Linked DNA regions of Mus musculus: regions 1 and 2 are each linked to region 3. A link is a contact called in public promoter capture Hi-C data. All regions are on one chromosome and are shown on one strand. The core of a region is the stretch at or near the end of the contact, and the rest is flanking DNA. Distances in the headings are between cores, read along the strand shown. Region 1 has its middle 80 kb from the start of Smim31. Region 2 overlaps Marchf1 (membrane associated ring-CH-type finger 1). Region 3 holds the start of Marchf1 (membrane associated ring-CH-type finger 1).

The links. Promoter capture Hi-C pulls out the DNA fragments that hold promoters and counts their contacts.
Region 1: a contact with region 3 is called in a promoter capture Hi-C map of embryonic stem cells, with 2.2 times the contacts expected there. The contact joins the enhancer-like site here to the promoter of Marchf1 in region 3. A contact is called at or near these places in 1 of 39 promoter capture datasets (embryonic stem cells), 1 of 484 Hi-C or Micro-C datasets (cerebral cortex), 2 of 115 datasets of contacts at active chromatin or transcription factors (forebrain and neural progenitor cells) and 1 of 9 other capture datasets (embryonic stem cells).
Region 2: a promoter capture Hi-C map of hippocampal neurons shows a contact between it and region 3, with 3 times the contacts expected there. The contact joins the enhancer-like site here to the promoter of Marchf1 in region 3. A contact is called at or near these places in 2 of 39 promoter capture datasets (hippocampal neurons and pre-B cells), 1 of 484 Hi-C or Micro-C datasets (cortical neurons) and 2 of 9 other capture datasets (embryonic stem cells and liver).

What each region holds. Positions count from the first base shown.
Region 1 is chr8:65,207,370-65,211,741 of GRCm38.p6, forward strand. No RefSeq gene overlaps it. Among named protein-coding and RNA genes, the nearest start is that of Smim31, 80 kb to the left of the region's middle. Within about 2 kb of position 1,877, at least 6 of the 459 cell types and tissues checked have an H3K27ac peak or open chromatin away from gene starts, as enhancers often do. A contact at or near this core is called in embryonic stem cells, where this site is marked.
Region 2 is chr8:66,020,774-66,025,265 of GRCm38.p6, forward strand. The region is part of intron 3 of Marchf1 (membrane associated ring-CH-type finger 1); the gene reads left to right. Among named protein-coding and RNA genes, the nearest start is that of Gm24205, 21 kb to the left of the region's middle. Within about 2 kb of position 2,303, at least 8 of the 459 cell types and tissues checked have an H3K27ac peak or open chromatin away from gene starts, as enhancers often do. A contact at or near this core is called in hippocampal neurons, where this site is marked.
Region 3 is chr8:65,616,663-65,621,269 of GRCm38.p6, forward strand. It overlaps Marchf1 (membrane associated ring-CH-type finger 1), which reads left to right and starts at 1,378. Exons shown (of 9, transcript NM_001293784.1): 1 at 1,378-1,520.

The DNA.
Region 1 (4,372 bases), core at 627-3,126, 410 kb before region 3:
GCCGCCCAGTTCATCATACATATTCAGTGACATGTCAAGGCTAAGTTCAAGTTCCTATGCTCCCTATGAAACTTCTGTTCACTGATGCTTCCGAAATAACTTTCAAGAGCACACAGGTATTTAATTATACACTGTCTCTGTTTCCCAAGTTTCTCCTGAGTCCTGTGGCACATGGTGTTAGCCATGAAAATTGCTTACAACTGTTAGTGATTGGATGCTTTCTTTTTTATATGGCGTTATTATTATATTAACAAATGGACAGTGAAAGATAAGATAGTGTCACCCCACACAATTGGAAAATGCAATTAAAAGATCTAAGATCTGTTAAGAGTACCCTCATCTACTGTCCAGGAAGGAAAAGGATCTAGTTCACCTGTCAAAACACAGTAACAAGGGCTCAGCAAGTGGTCCAAATTTGTAAGAAAGATAATAGCTAGCAAAAATTGGTATTAAAAAAAGTCTCTGACTTTGGGTAACAAAATACAGTCTGAAATAATTCTAAATACTGAGTTAAAATGCAAACTACTATGCAATGGGCTGGTATGCTATTACAATAAAAGTGATTACATTACCCACTCTCATGGCTCATTAGATGACTCAAACCATGAGGGTAGTGGGAGCAGAGACATCAAATTGGGGATTTGGAAGCCCTGTGAATATGTACAGTAAAAAAACCACACTAAGTCCCACAGTCAGTAGGCAGATCAACTTTACTTGGAGTGATTAAAGGCTTATGAAGTTTTTGAGGACTGAAGGTAGGGACACCCAGTATGAGCAAATGTCATTGGCTGGGGGCTTAGAGTACCTTGAATGTCTCATTAGTATGGAGAAACATTTCAGGAATCTTAGGTGCTAGCTGAACAGGTTTTGTCAGGAGAAAAGATATTGGTCCTATAAGCTAATTGAGGCTACATGACATTTTTCAAGTAGAGGTGAATGTAGGGACTTAGAACTTCCTGGGCAAGGTCAGAGAAGGAGAAACCCTGCTAATGAAGGAAGTCCTCCATTACACGCTGAGGCCCAGAAGGCTATCCTGTCATTTGTAGACTTCAACTTTAATTAGCAGAATTTCCCCACAATTAGATTTTTAAAAAAGTCTCTAGCAGTGTTAGAACTGTGCTTAGTGTCGTAGTTAGGTAGCACCTCTGAGCCTCATTTTTAATTTTGACGCTGCCTTTCTGGGGAAGTGGAGAGAGAAGACACGAAGCTCAAGGTTGTTCTTGGTTGTTAGACTGGGCTACATGAGACCCCAATGCAAAAGAAAGAGTAGTTATTATAATAAAATGTTGCCCATTAACATAGAATGTTAAGAAATACATATTTTCATTGTTTCATTGTTGATCCGGGTATTTTCTATCTGCATCCACATCTTACATCCCACATCTCAAATAAAAAGGGTAATTTTCACACTTTTGTGACTAATTTTACTGGTGGTGTGATTATTTTGTTGTTGTTGTTTGTTTGTTTGTTTGTTTGAATCTTGCAATAAATCTGTGCAGAATGCAAATAGTTTGTCTGTGCCCTTCCCCCAACCTTTAGTTGGTCAAACAAATCTCAGAGCTGGAGCCAGGCACCTGGCTTTGCTACATTTGCATCTTCCTGCCCGACCCTTGAGGAGCTGACTGCCTACTGAGTTTACTTTGCAGCTCAATCCAGCTGAAACAAAGGGATGGGTCCTTGGGTTTTCTCATGTATATTCAGAGTTAGACATTAAAATTTGAGCCTTTATCAGAGAACTTTGTCTTGGCTCGTTATTTCTCTCATCTGCTCATCCTAATTCTATTTCCAGCTCTTCTTCTAGGTATACCCAGTCCTCCATTGCTGCTGGATCATTACAGGTGGCACCCAAACAAGGGGCCTGAACACTGGGACACCAACTGAAGGACACTGTCTTCGACGGACCTGCATAGAAAACGGTAGAAGTTATATATCCTGCATGGTGGTAAGCAACATATAGTATTAGTGTTAGCACTATAAATTTCGTCTTTTTAAGGCTGTTGATTGCAAGGGTGCAAAATGATACAGGCTAGACTAGGTCAACATTGGCCCAATGCTGATATCAGCTAGGGGTGGCAGTGCATTGGGATGGGGAATTTTATATAGGCAATTGTCCACAGCCTCCAAGAGGTGCTTCAGGTGTGAGGAGTAGGGTATAAAATAAAATAAAACAAAATAAAATAAAATAAAATAGTAAAAACAAACAAACAAACAACAGCAAGAGGATGCTAGATATACAAATAACATGAGAGAGAGAGACACAGAGAGAGAGAGACACAGAGAGAGAGAGACACAGAGAGAGAGAGAGACAGAGAGAGAGAGAGAGAGAGAGAGAGAGAGAGAGAGAGAGAGAGAGAGAGAGAGAGAGAGAGAGGGAAAATGGATTTTGGAGCTCTCCTAGGGACAGAAGGAAATCAGGAAACATCCTGTGTCTTCTCTGGCCCCTACAGGAGACATCCTTAGTTCTGGTTACATCAAGTTCTCTTACCTCTCTGTATTGTCTGTCTTTGGTGCACCAATCTGTCCACTTGTCAATCTGTGTCTGTTTTTGTTTTGTTTTCTGAATGACTGTTGTTCTGTTTTATGTTGAAAAGAAAAAAATGGCTAAAACTTTATCTGCTGGCTCTCCATCTCTTGATTCAGTCTCAGTTTGCACAGCAGAGGCTGGTTTTAGTTGCCCTGCACCCTTAGCCAGGAGTCAAGCACAGCAGGAGAGGCCCTGCTGAAAAGCTGCTTTTAAAGGGGGGCAGCTGCTTTTCAAGTTCTAAAGCAAATAAGCTGATAGTTGTTTTTTCCTAGAAAAATCTCTGCAATTGTGATTATTTGGTTCAGCAAATGACAAAGTGCTTTCTCTCTTGAAATTATAGCTAGAAAAAGTAAAAATTCTTCGATTGGTCTAAATTTATAAGATTTATGTAGCCGCTTCATTTTGTTTCTGACTGGTCTTAAAGGTATAAATATGCTGTGCATGTCTAGACCATACAGTATTGGCTTATAAGTTATTGTGTATGATTAAAAATTTGTAACATTGGTAACAAGAAAGTTAGCTTAAAACTGGTAACTCAGGTTTGGAGTCATTTTAAACAACAACACATGGCATGAACCAGTCCAGGAAACCAGGACACTAAAGATACTTCTAAATTGGGATAACATTTTATGTAATTCTTATCCTAGAAATTAGACTTATAAGGGATGAGATTTAAAACAAAGTCTCTTTAATGAAGTATTAAAGGTTGCATTGTCATGCATTCATATATAAGAACTGGCAGCCAAACTTTGTAACATGAAAGTAATGCTTTTGGTATTGATTTTAAAGAGAATGGATTGTTTAAAATTGTGTTTTGCTTTTGAAAGTTTTGCTCTAATATTGCAAAAGAAACTTAAAAATCATGGTTAAAACTGCCAGTGTACTACTGGCTGCAGTTTGCAGTTTGATCGCAAGCTCAGGATTCTTAACTCACCCATATTTTGTAATTAGGATGATTGCAAGAGTAATAAAAGTTAAAAACTACTGTAGTCAGTATGGGCCCCCTGTCCCTTTTACACAAGCTTTATTGGATACAGGTAGAAGCAAAATTTAACCCCCCAAGATTGGAATGGAGATCTCAGTGAGAATTTACTTGGTATCAAACAGGCTCCTGATGAACTGTTTCAAGGAATTTGTGGATAGACTTCTAAAAACAGCTAGTAGAATTTTTGGAGACCCTCAAGTAGGGGTTCCTTTTGTTACGCAATTGTCTTATGAGAACACTAATGCAGCTCACTTTGGCCATACGGTTATAGAAAGCAAAGACAGACTTATCTGGATATATTTGTCTTTGTGTAGAAATTGCACCCTCATAATCATGGTTTAGCTATGGCTGATGCTTTGCAGGGGAATACAGTACAAGCAATACTTTCACAGTGCCAAGGTAACATAAATCATTTTAGGAAGGACTGTCCAAAAATTAGAGGCATAGACAGACAGTAGAATTGCACCCCGGGAACCCGTGTTCACTGCACGAGGAGTAATCATTGGGTAATAGACTCAGATTAAGAAATATTTGTATTTGAGTTAATGCAGAGCTCAGAGCAGTCTCAGATGGGTTTGTGTGGCACTGCTTTTGTCTTGCAAACCCTGCCTATGGAAGTTTTTGGGCCCTCACCTCACCTCCAGGGAATTATTTTTAACTCAAAACAGTGTTATTACTGATCTATCCAGGTGTTGTTCAAAATAAAGTTCAAACTTAAGATTTATGAAAGGTTAATGAGGCTGTGAAACTTGTAGAGGCATTACAATCTGACCTGTGTACTTCATATAGAATTATTGTGGATTTGGAGAGTTGTTTTTTTTTTTCCCTTTGGATCCTGATAATTGTAAAGAGTTTGCTTCTAG
Region 2 (4,492 bases), core at 1,053-3,552, 410 kb after region 3:
TTCCTGTGCTGACTCTGCAACTATGCCCAGTATTGGACTCAGACTAGTGAGGTTTATAGGAGCATCACATATAGGGAGAATTTTATATCTTTGGGCATCTCTGTTTATACTTGTATGATCTTTGGGGGGTGGGACATATGCACTTCAGATATTGTCTTACTCTGTACCAACCCTAGTCAAAAACACACTAAGTGTACATGAAGATATAATGTCTCCACCCACAAGAAAACATGACTAGCTTCATTTACAAGAAGTATCCAGTGAGACAAAGTTAAGCACATCAGCTACTGTTTGTTCTCACTTTAGATATATCTTCTACATTAAAGGAATAAATTGATCATTTTTAAACCACTCATCTATGCATATTTATTAAACCCCAAAGGGACAAAGGGACAAAGTGGCATGAACAAAAGCTAGGATTTTGGCTCCATAGTGTGTAATTACTTTCCCCAAGGCTGATCTGGCTACCACCACTACAAAAGAGTAATCCCTCCATTACCAGAATGAACACAAAGCTTACTATTGGCATCTTTATCAATTAGGACCATCCAGTCATGTCAGTGGACATCTACCAATAAAGAGAAAATTATTGTTCTCACTGAAATATATAGACTGTATTCGGTATACACATTTGTACTCAATGCTCCTAATACTTCTACTATTATAATTTATGGGGATGCTAAACCATCATTTTCTTTCACACCACATTTCCCAGAATCAACTATTCATTTCACTCTAATGAATTGTGCCAATAAAGTCTTACTCACAGAATCATCTGGTTTTATCCATTCACTCCATCATTTTAAAGCAGGTGATCTGATAGGCTGATGTAATTTTCTATTGAAACTTAATTACCATGCAGGTTAAAGACTATATTCTATAAAAGTGACATTAATATTGCATGGCAAATAGAAGACTTTTAGTAATGAATAATGATCAGGTTAGCACATCATTACTTTCCATAGCCATTTATGAATATATGAATTCATATATGGATGTACAAACCTGGGGATGAAGAGATTAATAGAAATCACATTGTTCACTGAATAACCCTGTTGTAGCATTTGTATATCTATGCCCAAAAATTTAGATACAAGTGGTTGGAATTTCTTACTTCCTGTTTTGAGACAGCCATCCAGTTATTGTATGCTTTTCCAGAGGTTGAATACACAAACATGTTATTGCACTTGGTAGAATTACTGATCTTACTTGTAGAAGCAAAGTAGATCACAACCATGACTGTAAACTAGGAGAATGTGTTGAAGAATCCAGGATTAGTTTGTAATGCCAAAATTTAATAGACTTTTTTGTGACTCTAATTAAAATATGTATTATCCATTAAGGATTCAGATTATTTTAGGAATGAAGACATAGATTACCCACAAGCAGCTCAAATCAGAGGGCGTCTGTGATTTGTTATAATAGACAGGACACCATGACAATCCCACCAGCTTTGCATATGTCCAGTGTGTGTCTAGCTGTACAGATATATGTACATGTGTTTTGTAAGTTTTCCCCTCATTGATCCCTTATTACTTAAGTCTTCATATTGATATTTAACTGTGTTTCAGTATAGTCATAGCTGTAATAGAGATATAGTAAACATATAGTAGAGTTAGTGACACATGAGCTTCTGTCACTAGAGACAGACAGGAGACAGTCTAGACTTCAAACCTTATTTGTAGGGAAACAGTAAGAATTATTTCACACATATTAATGATATTTACAGTTTGTTATTCAAGAAGAAGCAGTTTGTGCTTGATTGGCAGTTCAAGTGTATAGATATGGCTGTTTAAGATTAAGGATGAATCATGTCTAGTCCATAGTATTGTTGTCTCCTTTGAATGGTACATGAGTATTGCTCTCTTAAAAGCAGAGCAGCCGTGATGATTCACTGGAGAATCTTGCAAGATCTGGTGTCTTAATGTTCTCTCGTGGAAGGAAACAGCATGTCCAGGAGGCTCATGAGACTCTTATGAGACCATTAAAAGTTCCTCCTAAGACCCTGTCCATCGTTGAGATTGAATGAGACTGGGATGGAATTGCTCCAAGGATCGCTATTGACTAGTTGTCAGGGGGATGTCCAGTAGCATGGATGCCTGTGAGCAGTCCGTTTTCCAGTAAACTCTGCTATTACTCACTGGCTCATCAAGCTGGAAGAATTGTTTCTGTCAGAGTCATCCTGATCACTCAAGAGCAGCTGGTTTATATCTTATGCTTCTTCACATATTTTCAGAGTCAGCCTGAATCTGCCCACACAAAGCTATCACAAACACAAGGGTAGCATCTGATCCTAGAGTTTTCAGCTCCTGCTCTACAGTGCCCAGGAAGTACTGTGGGTAGCTAGCCACTACCTTTTCCTAGGAGACATACACTCTTTACTTCTGGTTTCTCTCTGTGACATCATAAGGTAAATATTAGTCAGGTATTAATTGTTCAAGGTTCTCTAGAGAAAATGACACCATATCTATCTATATCTATATCCAGACTGTTTTATTTTATTTGGTAATTGGCTGCAAGATTTAAAAGGCTGGCATGTTTAAAAGCTGATGAAAATAGAATAGTTTGCTATGAGCAAAGAGAAGAACTTCAGGTTGAATATCAAACAGTTTCTTCTTGAAGAAGGCAAGTCATTGTTCTTGTCAAGCCATCAGCTGCTTAGATGGAGCTCATTCACGGTGGAGAGTGGGCCATCCTAATTGCCTGCTCTATAACAAAATGCCAAATTTATTTCTCCTAGTTCTTATACGAACCATTCATGTGAATGCCTCATTTTTTTCTTTGATGGCCATCCTTTCATTGAGTCACTATAACCTTGGGGATATTGCAATGTCTGTCACTTTTTCCTATAAATATTTAAATTATTGGTGTCTGGTGCCCTCCTCTGAACTTCTGGGAAATGAGAACCTTCAAACAATCCCTTTTAGCCTGGGAGATGTCCATTGATACCTGGAGTTCCTGCATACTTTAGAATTCTTTGTTTTGCTTTCTTAGTTACACAAATCTATATAATAAGTTTTCCATGTCAAATTCTCCATATTAAAATAGTTTGTGTGTCTTATAAGAATGAGACAAAACCTTGGTTGATAATGTGGTAGGTTTTATTTACAAAAGAATGATTAAATCATTCTGGCCAAAGTTGAATGACTAGTACAAAATTAATGCTGTGGAATGTAAGAAGCATGTAATTTTAATGTACACAACTGAAGGTAAAGATTAGAGATTTACCCTAGATGGTTCTTTTCCTCTGTATATGTCATAGTTCATTTAATCTCTGCAGGAACTCTGTGAGCCAAGTACTGCCTCACTATTTGGGGAATAAGGCATATTTAGAAGAGTTTAATAGAGATAGCAGGTGAGTGGTCCTACTAACTTTATCTCATAATTGTCTAATCTTATAACTTAGAACATAACTTTAAGTTTTAAGGCCAATACAACTAGGTATAAAAGAAATTGCAAGACTTGATGAGAAAACTGTTTAACTTAGCAGTAATCTTAAAAACCATTTTATGTTGTTCTTTCTCAGAATTGTACAAACAAATGTACAAAACAAAAACCTAAGCTGTTATGGATCAGTTTCTTAGACAGATTTGTCCTCATCTGTTGCGGGAAATATTACAAAATGAAACCGCGTGTCCCCACACTTGTGCCTCTGCCCGGGTGGCCTGGCCAGCCATGCACTGGCAGACGCTGGACGGCAATGGCCCGCTTGTTTTTATCTCATGGAGACTCTGACTCAGAACTCCACAATTTCTCCATCCAGTTCTCTAAGTTCCCAATGGCAAGTCGTTAGCATGCCAACCCCATGCTTCAAATCCACCACGGTCTTTGTGGTACACATCTGGCAAAACCACACTTTGCCACCATACCTGACTCTCTTGAACTCAGACAAGCCACTGTGTGAAGGAAAATGAAACACAAACTTAGTTCAGAAACAATGGTAACTTAATGTCGGGTACAACAACTGAGACCTAATCTTGTAAGCCTTATTAAAATCTGATTGGTCCAGTGATGAATCCTTGTGGATCCACCATGATACCAGGAAACTCTAGCAGCTACATCTTACCTATATGCTGCCTGCTTTCCAAAGGCACCTAACTCTCTCATGCTTCCTCTCTTTCTCCATCCAACCCAGAAGTCCCGCCTACTTGCCCAGTGATTGGCTCCTTTATTCATTAGGAGATGAACAGCACCAGTCCCATCCACAACACTCACTCATCAACCAAAAATACATAAATGAGAGGTCAGATTCCTACATACAAAACTCAGTCTTAGAAGCATGCATTTAAATTCATTCCAATTATTGTATTTTACCCGACGCTTTGCAAACTATTAGCTTATAACTTGAGAAGTATTAGGAAAACCATAAAATGCTAAACACATTACTTATTTGTTAAGGTTGTGTGACAAACATCATGGCCTAGGTAATTTAAAAGAGGAATGTACTTCCTCAAAATTAGGGACTAAAATTTTATGATCATGGTATCAAGAG
Region 3 (4,607 bases), core at 128-2,627:
CTAGATGCTGTGCCCAGGAGGTACACTTTCATTGTCAACACTGCTTGCTGCTGTTCTCCAATGTCTTCCTGGGGTTAGAAGTGGCAAGTTATCCTGCAAAAGTCAAGAGACTCCTTGAAGCATAGATAGCTGAGGAAAAAAAAAAACTCAGATGTTAGAGTCTTGCATTTTTTTGTTTTATTGGGAGTTATTAATTTTACATATGTGTGTGCATCTGAATGCTTATTTATGAATCAAATGTGCAGGTGCCTACAGATTCCAAGAGAGGGCATTGTATCCCTGGGAACTGGTGTGGTGAAGGACAGTAAGCCTCCCAATGTGGTTACTAGGAATCTGAACCCAGAACCCACACAAGAGCAGTCAGTGCTCTTAACCACCCAGCATCTCTCTAGCACCAAGGGGTCTGATATTTAACAGCAAGAGTTTCTGATACATGTGTGTTCTAGATTCACGTAAGCATATGGCTCAGATTGTAGGTTGTGCTTGTATATTAATACTGATGGAGCTTTGAAAGTATTAAGGCTACTTGGCCAATTTGATGCCCGTAATATAACTCCTACGAATGTTATAAAGAACATTAAACAACAACATCACACCTTTGTTAAACACTATGTGACTTGTGTCCCTCCTAGATGGCAACCCTTGGGGAAGCCAAGAGAGGCTGCCCTAGGATGTTCCCTAGTCCCTAGAGTACCTTCTAGTCTTTGGTGATTGCATGGAAGGGGAGTATTACCAAGGTAGCCCGAAATTCTGCTGGTGCCTTCCAATCCCAGAGGAGTGGTCTTCCAGTGTTCCTGTCTTAGATCATCCACCCTTCATCACCTCTTAACTTTTGCTGCGCATCACCAAGGCAGGAACTGACAGGAGGAACTTTCTGCTAAGACCAGGCTCCAGTGTTCCAGGAGGTTGTCTTCATTCTCTTGCCTGTAGCACAGGGATCATCACAGAACCTCAGCTCCCGAGAAGCCAAGAGAAGGATATCAGCAACAAAAACGACAAGAAAACTTTCTCCTTACCCTTACCTTTCACCACTAATTTAGATATTGATTTAAAAGTCACCAGAACAGAAAATACTGTTTTATCTAGGCTCTGCCTCCACCATGTGCATCCCACTCTTCCCTTTTCTGAAGTCTCTACTCTGTCCTGTCCTTGACTCCAGCTAAACAGGTTCTTGTTAGGTTCTAGGAATAAGTAAAGACTCCGTTGTGTCTTCTTCCTGCTCTGCTTTTCCCCATGTGAGTGCTGGATTATTCCAGTTTTTGAGCATGGCAGATTTCCACTGGATGACATCATGGGAGCCCAGTGAGTGCCGCTGGTGGAGGGGGACAGAGAAGGGGAGGAGGCTCAGAGGAGGAAAGAGGGCTGGGGAGCCGAGCCAGAGCCAGGCTGCCTGCCACCGGGCTGCACGTTTGTGAGCTGAGGAGTGCACCGCCAGCCACTGACAAAGGATGGGAGGATGCCACTGCCCTGGGATGCCGGCTGCGCGCAGCCTGCCGGCCTGAGCTACTTTACCCTCCCCGGTGAGTGATTGTAAAGACCATTTGATCAGCCTTGGGCAGAGTCCTCTTTGGCTTGTGGTCCTGGGAGGCTTGTCCGTGCTCCAGAGCACAAGACCTGGCACAACAGTAGCTTGGAGCCCAGGCGGCAGGTGACTTTGCCCAGGTGGGTTCAGCACAGGAGGTCCCGATTCCCTGCTTAAATTGGTACCCAAGCCGCTAGAAGCAGGCTTCTCTGCTAGGCTTCCCCAGCGGGGTGCTGTCCTGGTAGCTCCCCTTTGGTGGATTACAAGTCAGCGCTGTTTACACCCGCAGCCGCACCCCTCTGAAAGCAATTCCTTTCAGTGACTTCCTTTAGGGTGGATTGGAGAGAGAAAGAGAGTACCAGTTACCCAGGGAAGGGCGCGCACCAGGAAAGACCAAGTGCAGCCTTTGTCTTGTGTTTAAAGCGGATGCGCTCAAACCTGAATCAGACTCTCAGCAACTGTTGGGTTTAGTACTGGTTCCCCAGCCCAGCGCTGCTGGGTGAGAGATGTCACTGTTTTCCTGCTGAAGGAAGTGGAGAGCTGGGACTTTAGACTCTGGAAGGGTCCTGCGCTCACATGGTGAGTGTCGCAGTTATCCAGGTGTGGAACTGGCTTCTGGCGCACAAGGAAGTGAAGTAGATGGCGAATACAGAGAGATGCCCAAGTTTTATACCAAGTGGTGCAAAGGGAAACAGGAAACTTAACAGAGAATGGCTCTGTAGATCTTTTGTCCTTTCTGATGCGCTTCTTTGGGGTATTGTTGTGGAGAGTGAATGGAAGCCGAGCTATGTCCAGTGAGAATTTTAAAAGCTCCAGGTTTTCGTGGCACTTTCTTTTGTTACTATGGAAAAGATTTGCTGGATAAATAGGTTATACATCACTATCTTTACCGTGGTGCACCTTGTGGACTTGAAGCAATTCAGAAACTGCTCAAGTGCCTTAGTTGAGAGTAGCACCCTGTGCGTCAACATACCAATACCCAAGCTCGCTGGCTTCTTGCCCTGGGGACACATGCTTTATCTATGATTTTCTGCTGTTTGGGAAGAGTCCAATTTTCATATCGCAAGAAAATGGTGATATTCATATGAACACGTGTGTTTTTTTTCTGTCAGCCTCCCACTAACCACCTTGTGATGAATATGAAAACCAATAAAATCTTGATACTTTGGGTACACTTGCAAAAGAAGGAGTTTCAAAGCTCTGTTGTTGGACAGATTAAATAAATTTCAATAGCTAATACATATTCTTGGATAAGTGGAAAAATCACTTATCATTAAGAAGATTCTAGGTATAAAATTTTGGTGTGAGTGACCTTAAGATAATGACAGGATACAAGAATAAGGTAAGACCAGTTACAATTCAAATATCATTCTGTTTTGTCTGTAAAGGCTTAGTGTTTTCCTTTAGATTATTGTGTATTCTTTAAAGATAGCTGGTCTTAATGAAGGTCTTATAAGACAGAGAATCAAAATATATTTTCTTCCTCTATGATTTCCCCTTCTAATAGTTTGTGTTGTGTTTTGTTTGTTTGTTTTTTTTTTCTAGGCAAAGATGATAGGGGATGATTGGAATAATGAATGTACTGGGAGTGTAGGGAGATCTGAGCTACTAGGACTCATATTTATAGATATGAGTCACAGAACTAGGAAGGCTATCACAGCGCGTTACTTTGATTTGAGGGGAGCTCTTTCTGGGTTTTACATGTTCGTCTCCTCTGAGAAGCACACAAAGTGTTTGATTACGTGAAGCTATGTGCAGAGACAGATAATTTGACCAGAGAGCTTGCCTTTATCCAGGACTGCTGAGATCAGCATAACATTTTATTTTCTGTGATAATAAAAACAAAAAGAATGCTTATTGCATTATTTGTGTCTTGACTTCTTGTCACAAAAGGCTCTGTTCCTCTAAAGGTTTCCTTTCCCACCTTTGTTTTCTGTGTCTTTGTTGCAGAGCACACTCAATTCTATGATAAGGTTTCTGAATACCTGTTGCTCATGTTGACTATTTCTATCTGATAGTATGATAGCAGATTATCTTTAAGCATATGCATAGACCTAAAGTGTGCACGTGCACACACACATACACAAATGCATATACACATACATATGTGCACCCCCATTCAGCTGGCAATGACAAGCAGAACATTTTGCAACACTTGATTCAGTTCACATAAATGATATTGCCTTTAAAAATGATATTTATCCATTTCCACGTTAATAAAAATGTAAAGCAAAAGTTGTTTTTCACATCTAAAATAATTTAATTAAAAATGCTTTACCACCTACCCTCAAGCTAAAAATGTTTTCTCATTTTATTATGACTGTATCTGTAATATGTAAGGAAAGTCTTCACAAAAGACGTGTCCCATAAATGAATAGTACATATTTGATAGGATGTACAATATTATTTTTTGAAAAGCTGAAGATAAAATGGTGTTCCTGAATTAGAGTTTGTTTCCCTAATCTTCTTTAAGATATGCCACAAATACTTTAGTTGTTTCACTATAGAAGAACTCTACACTAGAAAATACGAATACAGTTAGTCAAAGCCATAGCGTGTTGCCAAGAGCAGACTCTAGTGATGTGCAGATGGGACACTGTCATCATGGGGAAGAACAGTGGGAGTTACTCTTCCCTCACTTGGATCAAACAGGCACTTAAGTGAGTAGAGGTTCATTCTGGCTCACAGTTAGAAGGAGTGCAGGCCATCCTGGTGGAGGAGGCATGGTGTTCGAGCGACTCACAGCTGGACAGTAGGAATGTGGCTGGTTCATCAAGCTGACAGGAAGTGGAGTAAGAGGAATGCTTGTGCTCATCCACTTAGATCTCTTTTCCCTTTTATTCAGTCTGGGCCCTGAGCTGATGGGATGGTGCTACCTGTGTTCAATGTGGGTCTTCTCTCCTTATCACAGATAGTATGTCAGAATGCTGGAAAGTTTCCAAGAAGAGATGCTGTACAGCATGGAGTTCATATTAGTTAATGGCCCGTTGCTTTCATTTTTCTAGTTTGTTGATTTAACAGATATTTTAGCATCTCCATGATTTGAAATTTCCTTCATGTTCCTTCAGGCAATGCTATATTTTGA